2 separate regions of the Sus scrofa genome follow, and region 1 is linked to region 2. The links are chromatin contacts, called in public Hi-C maps. All regions are on one chromosome and are shown on one strand. Each heading gives the region's core, a stretch centred on a gene start, on an enhancer-like site or on the middle of the called end of the contact. The rest is flanking DNA. Distances are from core to core; before and after follow the strand shown. Region 1 overlaps COL21A1 (collagen alpha-1(XXI) chain). Region 2 overlaps COL21A1 (collagen alpha-1(XXI) chain).

Region 1 (4,693 bases), core at 46-2,545, 160 kb after region 2:
TTACTCAAGAAAATAGAAAATGTAAGTAAAATTGCAAGATAACATCTACGAAGAAATCTAATTCTTAGCCATTGTGACGAAAGGAAGAAAGTGAGAGTGCAGAAAAAAATAAACTTTTCTTTACATTTGTCTTTTACTAGCTCTCCAATAATTTTTTTGGTAGGTGAATTGAGCAACCAAGTTGTAAGGGCTTTGCTGGCCTTCACGCTATCTTCCATAGTTGATTCTTTATTTTCCTTTATTTGGATGTGTATAGGAAGTTTGCATTATATGCAAACATATGTTGCATTATATTTTAGTGGATTCATTATTATGGGAATTTACAACCTGAAATGGATTTAATATTCTTCTCTAAATTACTCTTGCAATCCCCAACTAACATATAGGGCTTGATGGGAAGCGATGGGCCCCCAGGTCAGCCCGGAACACCAGGACCTAAGGTAAGAAAAAGGATCCTGCACTGCACTGGGCTGGGGATTGAACCCATGCCTCAGCAAAGACCGGAGCCACTGCAATAGGATTCTTAACCCACTGCACGTTGGCAGGAATTCCTGATACCTCCTTTTTGGATAACCGTTAGTCTACCGTACTAAATTCCAGTTTTGTAAAATATTATCTAAGTGACGTCAAGGTATATTGACACAGTCAAGTCCTGTAACCTTTGGCAAGTCCTGTCGCCCCTGAGAGTTTCAGCTTGATCACTTGGAAAATTAGAAAATTTAAGCAGCCACTGTTCTATTGTACAATAATGTTGTTATGTGCTGAATGCTTTAAGTCAGTCCAACTATTATGGTCACATGTCCCCCAATGTGAGTTGAAAACGAATTTGGCTTCCTTTACTGACCAGTGAGCCCAGCTTGGCTCTGGGTGGCCACTGACCTCCCGTTCCTGGCATCACACCAATCTCTTCCATTGCGGGCTTTTGCCAGACCTTGACAAGGTTGTGATTTCAGCTGTCAAAGTGTATCTGAAAGCCAGCGACCTCTGACAGTTTATCCTGATTAGCCAGGAGGTGTGTCCTCTTTTTTAATAACCGATCCCCTTTTCCTGTCTTACATTCTCTGCCCCGTCAGCCGGTCTTGGCCTCCAAGATTCTGTGAGCAAGGACTGCGTTAGAAGCTAGACTGCTAGGGAAAAAAATCGCACAGACTAAACGTTTTCTGAAGCACGCTTCTTCCAAAATCCCACTGTGCTTTGGAGGCTAATTTTCTTTCCTTCACTGCATACAGAGAAAGTGAATCAGGGAAAGATGGAGATTCCCAGCCTAGAGGATGCCGTTTGAATACACGACTCCAGCCCGTGCAGTACCGAGACCTTGGTGGTTAGTGCTGGTCCCTAAGGATTTGAATCTCTTTCCTTAAGTGGAGCCGCCAGCCTAAAACAGGCTTGTAGAAAGCTTTATAAATATGCACATGCACTTCCTTGCTTAAAAGAATTTTTCTTAATAAGCAGGCCTCACATAGAGATTCTAAGTTTCAAGCTCTTGGAAAGTTGAAAATGTAGAAACGATTTAAATTATATTCCTTGAAGGGTCTATGTCAGATATCTGGTGACTAAACCTTTAAAAATTCAAATGGTTGTGATGCCTTGACAGGGAAATAAAGGTGAACCTGGACTCCAGGGACTGCCGGGGGCTTCTGGGCTCAAGGTAGGTGTGATATGATGTATTTGGAAATGTTTTCAAAGAATGATGAGTGCCTCCCTTATATGATGAGATTAATATTTATGTCCCTGGAGAAAAGATCCATGACCTGAAAGATTACCTCTTGTCATAAAATTAAGCTACCTGAAGGCAAATAGTGAATGTGGGCCAATTCTATCTCTGTTTTAAGGATGTTTTATCATAGTTTGAGTAATAAAGGCATGAAGGATGCTTTGATTTGGTTTTTCTAGTGTTGGTAAAAGTTGGGTGCTCCCGAGCATCCTCTCTGGTCCCGAGACCGTCTCCATCCTGTGTAGCTGAACAGAGGGGCTTTTCCCTTGATGTGATGGATGGAACTTTATTTTCAGTTTGGAACTCAGAGGCCTTCACCCCTTTCTTCTAGACCAAATGATAGACGTTTCTTTCCATCCGATTTTCAGTTCCCGTCTAGCCTTTAAAAATCTACTATAAAATTCAGCAGTTCAGGAGTAGGCAGAGTGAGCAAAGAGAACAAAACTTAGTTTCCACAGAAGAGAGTGGTTTTTATTTTATTTTATTTTATTTTATGTTTTTGTCTTTTTACGGCCACACCTGAATCATATGGAGGTTCCCAGGCTAGGGGCCCAGTTGGAGCTACAGCTGCCAGCCTATGGCTGAGTCACGGCCATAAGGGATCTGAGCCGGGTCTGCCACCCACACCACAGGTCACAGCAACGCCGGATCCTCAACCCACTGAGCAAGGCCAGGCATCGAACCCGCAACCTCATGGTTCCTAGTCAGATTCCTTTCCCCTGCGCCACGACAGGAACTCCAAGAGTGGTTTTTAATTACCATGACAGAGTTTGAGACTAGTGGTGAAACCAAGAAAGCAAAACCGAAACAGACACCATGAAGCAGGAAGCACGTACGTGGGAACATGCCTTCTTTCACAGGTTTAACATAAATATTGTTAAACATCATCATTATGTGCGTTCACATTATGCCTTTCTTATTTAAGGCTTTTAAAGGAAGGAATAATGCCCATGAGATGATAGGGAGTGGACAAGTTGAGTTACGATAACTCAGGGCATATTCCTTGTCCCTGAAATCAGCTCAGCTCAAGAATTTATGTCTGAGGAAAGTATATGTGGCGAAGCAGAAATGAATCCAACTAGGAACTGCGAAGCTACAGGTTCGATCCCTGGCCTCACTCAGTGGGTTAAAGATCTGGCGCTGCCATGGGCTGTGGTGTAGGTCACAGGCACAGTTCGGATCTGGCGTTGCTGTGGCTGTGGCTACAGCTCCGATTAGACCCCTAACCTGGGAACCTCCATATGCCGAGGGTGCAGCCCTACAAAGACAAAAGACAAAAAAAAAAAAAAAAAAAAAGAATATTCCATATATAAAAAGGACAATCATAAATATGCATGTTTAATTATAAGAATGCTCACCCCAGTCTTGTTCCTAAAAGTAAAAATTATGAAAATGAATGTTTAATGATGGGTATTTTATTACATGTGGTAAATCAATACTGTTGAATACTATTCTATAATTTTAAATTTTAAAAATATATAATGGGAAGTTCCCATCGTGGCTCAGTGGTTTACGAATCCCTCTAGGAACCATGAGGTTGCCGGTTCCATCCCTGGCCTTGCTCAGTGAATTAAGGCGTTGCTGTGGCTGTGGTGCAGGCCAGCAGCTGTAGCTCTGATTAGACCCCTAGCCTGGGAACCTCCATATGGCCATGGGTGTGGCCTTAAAAAGCCAAAATAAATATGTGTGTGTGTGTGTGTGTGTGTGTAATGGCATATAAACAACTCACAATATTAGTATATTTTGAAGTAAAAGATAAAATTATGCATACATAGTACATTTTAGTAACTAAGTTGTGTATATGAAAGGTAGAGAAAATGTATAACTAAATTAAAAGAGTGGGTATTGAGATTTTCAATAATTTTATTACTTCTGTTTCCTTACCAGTTCTATAACAATAAAATAAGGTTTTTTATTTATTTATTTATTTTTAATTTTTATTTTTTGTCTTTTTGCTATTTCTTGGGCCACTCCCGCGGCATATGGAGGTTCCCAGGCTAGGGGGTCTCATCGGAGCCGTAGCCACCGGCCTACGCCAGAACCACAGCAACTTGGGATCCGAGCCGCGTCTGCAACCTACACCACAGCTCACGGCAACGCCGGATCGTTAACCCACTGAGCAAGGGCAGGGACCGAACCCGCAACCTCATGGTTCCTAGTCGGATTCGTTAACCGCTGCGCCACGACGGGAACTCCCATTTTTTTTTTTTAATTTTTACAATAAAATAAGTTTTTTTAAAAAAGAGTTAGGAGAAAAAGCAATTTCAAGAAGAAAGAGAAAGTATTAGTAAATACAAAGATCCCTGTGTTTATTATTTTCACTGCTTTATTATTTACTTTATTGTTGAAGTTATAAATATAATAAAAATACCAAATATTTATAACATTTTAAAATATGATATATTCTCAGAATTCTTTAACCAGCAAAAATAAGAAAAAAATATAGGACGTTGTATTGAGGCTCCGGTGGACTTTTCATTCTTTGCCATTTCTGGAATAAGAACTCTAAATGTCAACAAATTTTGCAGCTCTCTGTTTTAAATTTGAGATGTATGTAGAGATAAAAACAGTGGTGTTTTTCCCAGCAGTAGCTCTGTGATCCTCATGTGTCTTTTGTGTTAACCCAGGGAGAACCAGGAGCAGTGGGTCCCCCAGGAGAACCAGGATACCTGGGCTTACCTGGAATTCAAGGGAAAAAGGTACGGTACCTAGGAGATACTGTGCAATGATAATCAGCTTAACCATGTAAGTTTTCCTTTTGTGCAAGTAGCATCAAGGACCGATGAAGCGTTCAGTGATGGAGCAACCACTGGGTCTGGTGCATGTACAGTGTTCCCAAGCCCACACTGAGCTCTGGCACCTTTCATGCCCCCACCTGGGTACTGTCTCCCAGATGAGGACCTTGGAAGAGACAGATCAAAAAATATAAACGTCCAATTAGGCACTATCCTGTAAACTCAGATTGTTCTGTGGTCAATC
Region 2 (4,339 bases), core at 718-3,217:
CAAAGGCAGCTACGGAAGAAACTTCTTCCGTTTGCCTTGCTTTCATTGTTTTAGGCCAGTCTGCTTTCATTGTTTTAGGCCAGTCTGTTGTACCCGAGACAGTGTCCTCAGGGAATCCGGTGACAGTCTTCCCAAACTGCAGTCAGGGCTCCATCAGCCCCCCTTCTCCAGGGTGCAAGACTGCACTGCCGTTGCTCTGGACTCTAGAGAATCTCAGATTGGGACTTTTTTCCTTCAAAACCTTTCTCCTAGGATTTCTGAGTTCTCAGAGCCATCATGTGATGTGTTCTAAAGCAAATGGGGAAGGAAGAAGGTGGATTTTATGATCTGCAGAAGCTGCCAGAGTGGGTTTCCATTGCCCTCATTAGGGAGTTGAGACATTTCAAATGGAAGATACAGAATTTTGAGTTTTGAATATCAAGAGGGGAGAAGGGACAGAAGAACTCCCAAGGAAGCCCTTACTGTGACTTTCATCACTTTGACAACAAGGAGCTGTGGATAATTATAAAAACATTGGTATGTGCTATATGGGAGAAGAAAAGCAACAAGTCAGCAAAATAAATTTCAGTGGCTCTCTTGGTGCCCAGTAGACTGAGGTTGGCCATGGCCCCAGGTTGCTTATGACACAGTTGGGAAATGGACTATTTCTTTTCTTTTCTTTTTGTCTTTTTAGGGCCGCACCTGTGCACATGGAGGTTCCCAGGCTAGGGGTCGAAGCAGAGCTACAGCTGCCGGCCTACACCACAGCCACAGCAACTCGGGATCCTTAACCCACCGAGTGAGGCCAGGGATCGAACCCGCAACCTCATGGTTACTAGTCGGGTTTGTTAACCACTGAGCCACTACCAGAACTCGGAGATGGACTATTTCAAATATAATTTTTAGAAGCAAAATAAGACTGAGCTCTAATCAGAGCTGTAGCCACCGGCCTATGCCAGAGCCACAGCAACACCAAATCCAAGCCGTGTCTGCGGCCGACACCACAGCTCACAGCAATGCTGGATCCTTAGCCCACTGAGCGAGGCCAGGGATCAAACCCGCAACCTCATAGTTCCTAGTCGGATTCATTAACCACTGAGCCACGATGGGAACTCCGAAATGTGACATTCTAAAACTGCCCCTTTGGGGGGGCCATGGTTTGTAGTTAATCTCCAGTCTGGTCAGCCTTCTGTGGATGCACTGAATTTTGATTCATTTTGACCATTGGTTGCTGAAGAAAGGGTGTAACCTTGTTCTTTTCTCCCTGTCGCCCAAGCACAGACTCATTTTTGGCAGCCAGCACAGATTGGTGACTTCAGCCTGCCATTAGCTAAGGCCTTCTGTCTGCTCAGCCCTCCTGCTATCGAGCCAGCTGATTCTTTTGAAACATTCCACAGTCCAGAGTCCAGATCCTAGGATTTTTGTGCGTTCCTTTTGAATTTTGTCTTACTGCAGTTGGCTCATTATTTACCCAGCTGAGATCTTTGGAAATCTACAGGCTTTCATTCAATCAGTCAGAAATCTCTCCTCACTTTACTTTGTCTACGTTTGTGATTTGCAGGTCATCATTTTCTTCAAATGGTGACTGACCAATGAACTCCATAGGAACATGGCAGGAGTCTAAACTACCTCACCAGAAACCTCCTGGCGGGTTGGCACCCACTGATACTCTCCATTGGGGGGCCATTATAATGAGTTTTAGCTTCATAAATGTAAATCTGTTTACCAGGTGACATTTATCTGCTTTCAGTTTTGAAAGACCATAAGCCCAGTCTTCTGAGGTCAGCCTAGTACTCCTTTCAAAAGATTGCAGGTCAGTTTGATGTGATTTCTTTCTTGGCATTTAACAAGCATCATGTAGTGTTTCTGACTCATGCTTTTTTTTTTTTTTTTTTTTAAGTGCTCGCAAACAGGAGTGAGTTTTAGAATATTTAACAAACCGAAAAGCCAGGGCAGCCTTTGTGCAGTGCAGGCCCAGGGTGGTGAGAAGAGATCGCACAGCAGCTTCGCTCTGTGTCAGCTGACATGGGCAGGCTCACCACTGGTTTAAACCTGTGTTTATGAGAGGCATAGGTGCTCTTGACCTTCAGAGCTATTGCTCGTCTCCTTTCTGTTTCTGGTGTGTATTACTCACCCCCCGAGTGCTGGTCTACACCTCGCAAATTATGATGTGCAGTATAGAGGCTTAGAACTGGCTTAGGTAAGGGGCTTGGTGTGACCTGCCTGATGGGAAGGGAGGGTTTCCTGGGGGCAGAGTAAGAAATGAGATGTTTTGATACACGGCACCCGGAGCCCTGCCATAGAAATGGCCACCAGAGGGAGTTCCCGTCGTGGCGCAGTGGTTAATGAATCCAACTAGGAACCACAAGGTTGCGGGTTCGATCCCTGCCCTTGCTCAGTGAGTTAAGGATCCGGCATTGCCGTGAGCTGTAGTGTAGGTCACAGACGCGGCTCAGATCCCACGTTGCTGTGGCTATGGTATAGGCCGGCAGCTACAGCTCCGATTCGACCCCTAGCCTAGGTAGGAACCTCTACATGCTGCGGGAGCAGCCCAAGAAAAGGCAAAAAAGACAAAAAAAAAAAAAAAAAAAAAAAAAAGAAAGAAAAGAAAAAGAAAGGAAAGAAAGAAATGGCCACCAGAGCAGTGAGGGTGTTGTCATCTCTGGGTGTGGGGTGGTAGCCAACTGGCTGTTCACAGATCTATCAATCACAGGCCGGAAAGAAAAAGTCCAGAAGAAGACCTGTCAAGACAAGGGATAGCTTTCAAGAGGCACCGAAGAAAAACTGCCAAGGGTGCAGTAAATGGAGAAGATCTCAAAGAAGAATAGCTCTTGGAGTGCCTGCTGTGGTGCAGTGGGATCAGCGGCATCTCTGCAGCGCTAGGAGGTTCGATCTTTGGCCAGCACAGTGGGTTAAAGGATCTGGTGTTGCTGCGAGGCTGGGATATGAGCCCTGGCCTGGGAACTCCATATGCTGCAAGGCAGCCAAAAAAGAAAGAAGACTCTCCTGGGGTATATGTTCTAAAGCAGAGGGCTATGGGGTGTGGGTGAGGGAAGCCACGTGAAGTTGGGAAATAAGGTCGTGAATATTCAGGTGAGTGTTTCCATTGGTGATGGGGCTGTAAGTGCAGCTTTATTGAACCTTGGAGAATGTGAATGATGAGCTTTTGAAGGTGGAAGAAGTGTATGATCATTGCTTCGGGTGTACGGTCAATGGAGAACAGTAGGAAAACTCTAAAGGGGGCAGCGTTAAGCAGAGAAACGTACCCTTTCTGCCTTTCCTAGTTAACATTACAGTTTCATTGTTACAAAATACTCCTTCATTAAAGAGAATAATTAATGTGGCAGTGTGATTACAGAACTCGCCCCTCAGTCCTGTACCCTGTCTGGAGCCGTGATTGTGGCTCATGGGTTGTGGCTCAAGGGCTCAAAGTGCTGATTAATTGGCGAAATATCCTGCACACAAAAGGGGCAAGATTTGTGCCCCTCCAGTTTTAGAACTATTCAGCCCTGGCCATCTCCGAATCCAGGAAGGGGAAGGGATTTTGAAGAAAAGGAAGAAGAAGGGTAGGTATGAGGACTGGAAAAGCCGCGGAAAGTTTTCTGTGGACAGCTCTGAATTCCACATAAGTCCTTCCAGATGGTTCTGGGCTGTCCTGGGACCTCCCTTAATCCCTGAGCCGGAGGGCTTTTCTCCCCTAGCAGTTGTCTTAGGTTTATTTTTACGGAGTTGGTATATTCTTATGAAAGGAACTGTTGAGAGGGAAGACAGGTCTGCAGCTCACTCTTCAAGGTTATTGTCAACTTACTCGTAGAGATGCCCCATTTAATGGGAAGAGCGGTATCTGGCGTTAACAGTGGACCAACCTACAGGTGGTGGCTCCAAGCTCTCCAGAAGTGTCCGTGTGGGCAGGACCAGATCCACCAGCTCCCGTGTTCCCAGCATCCATTTCTCTTTCTGTCTGATGACCTGAGGGTCTGAGAGTCTGAGGTTCAGCTGGCTGGTGGGTCTGTAAGTTGGGTTATTAATCTTATTGCCTCTCTAGCCTTTTTCCCCCGGGTTACTCTGACAATATTCTAAAGTACCTGTAATTGTGAAGGAGTTCCCATCGTGGCTCAGTGGATAGCGAATCCACCTGGAGACCATGAGGTTGCGGGTTTGGTCCCTGGCCTTGCTCAGTGGGTTAACAATCTGGCGTTGCCGTGAGTTGTGGTGTAGGTTGCGTATGCGGCTCGGATCCCGCGTTGCTGTGGCTCTGGTGTAGGCCGGTGGCTCCAGCTCCGATTTGACCCCTAGCCTGGGAACCTCCATATGCCGTGAGAGCGGCCCAAGAAAATGGCAAAAAGACCAAAAAAATAAA

Evidence for each region. Hi-C and Micro-C count contacts between places; a contact is called where the count stands out from the background.
Region 1: a contact with region 2 is called in a Hi-C map of liver, with 5 times the contacts expected there. The contact joins two enhancer-like sites. A contact is called at or near these places in 2 of 47 Hi-C or Micro-C datasets (embryonic fibroblasts and liver).

What each region holds. Positions count from the first base shown.
Region 1 is chr7:29,587,261-29,591,953 of Sscrofa11.1, forward strand. It overlaps COL21A1 (collagen alpha-1(XXI) chain), which reads left to right. Exons shown (of 30, transcript XM_013977769.1): 20 at 387-440; 21 at 1,595-1,648; 22 at 4,342-4,413. Among named protein-coding and RNA genes, the nearest start is that of RPS18, 49 kb to the right of the region's middle. Within about 2 kb of position 1,296, at least 5 of the 83 cell types and tissues checked have an H3K27ac peak or open chromatin away from gene starts, as enhancers often do. A contact at or near this core is called in liver, where this site is marked.
Region 2 is chr7:29,428,809-29,433,147 of Sscrofa11.1, forward strand. All of the region lies in intron 1 of COL21A1 (collagen alpha-1(XXI) chain), which reads left to right. Among named protein-coding and RNA genes, the nearest start is that of COL21A1, 16 kb to the left of the region's middle. Within about 2 kb of position 1,968, at least 8 of the 83 cell types and tissues checked have an H3K27ac peak or open chromatin away from gene starts, as enhancers often do. A contact at or near this core is called in liver, where this site is marked.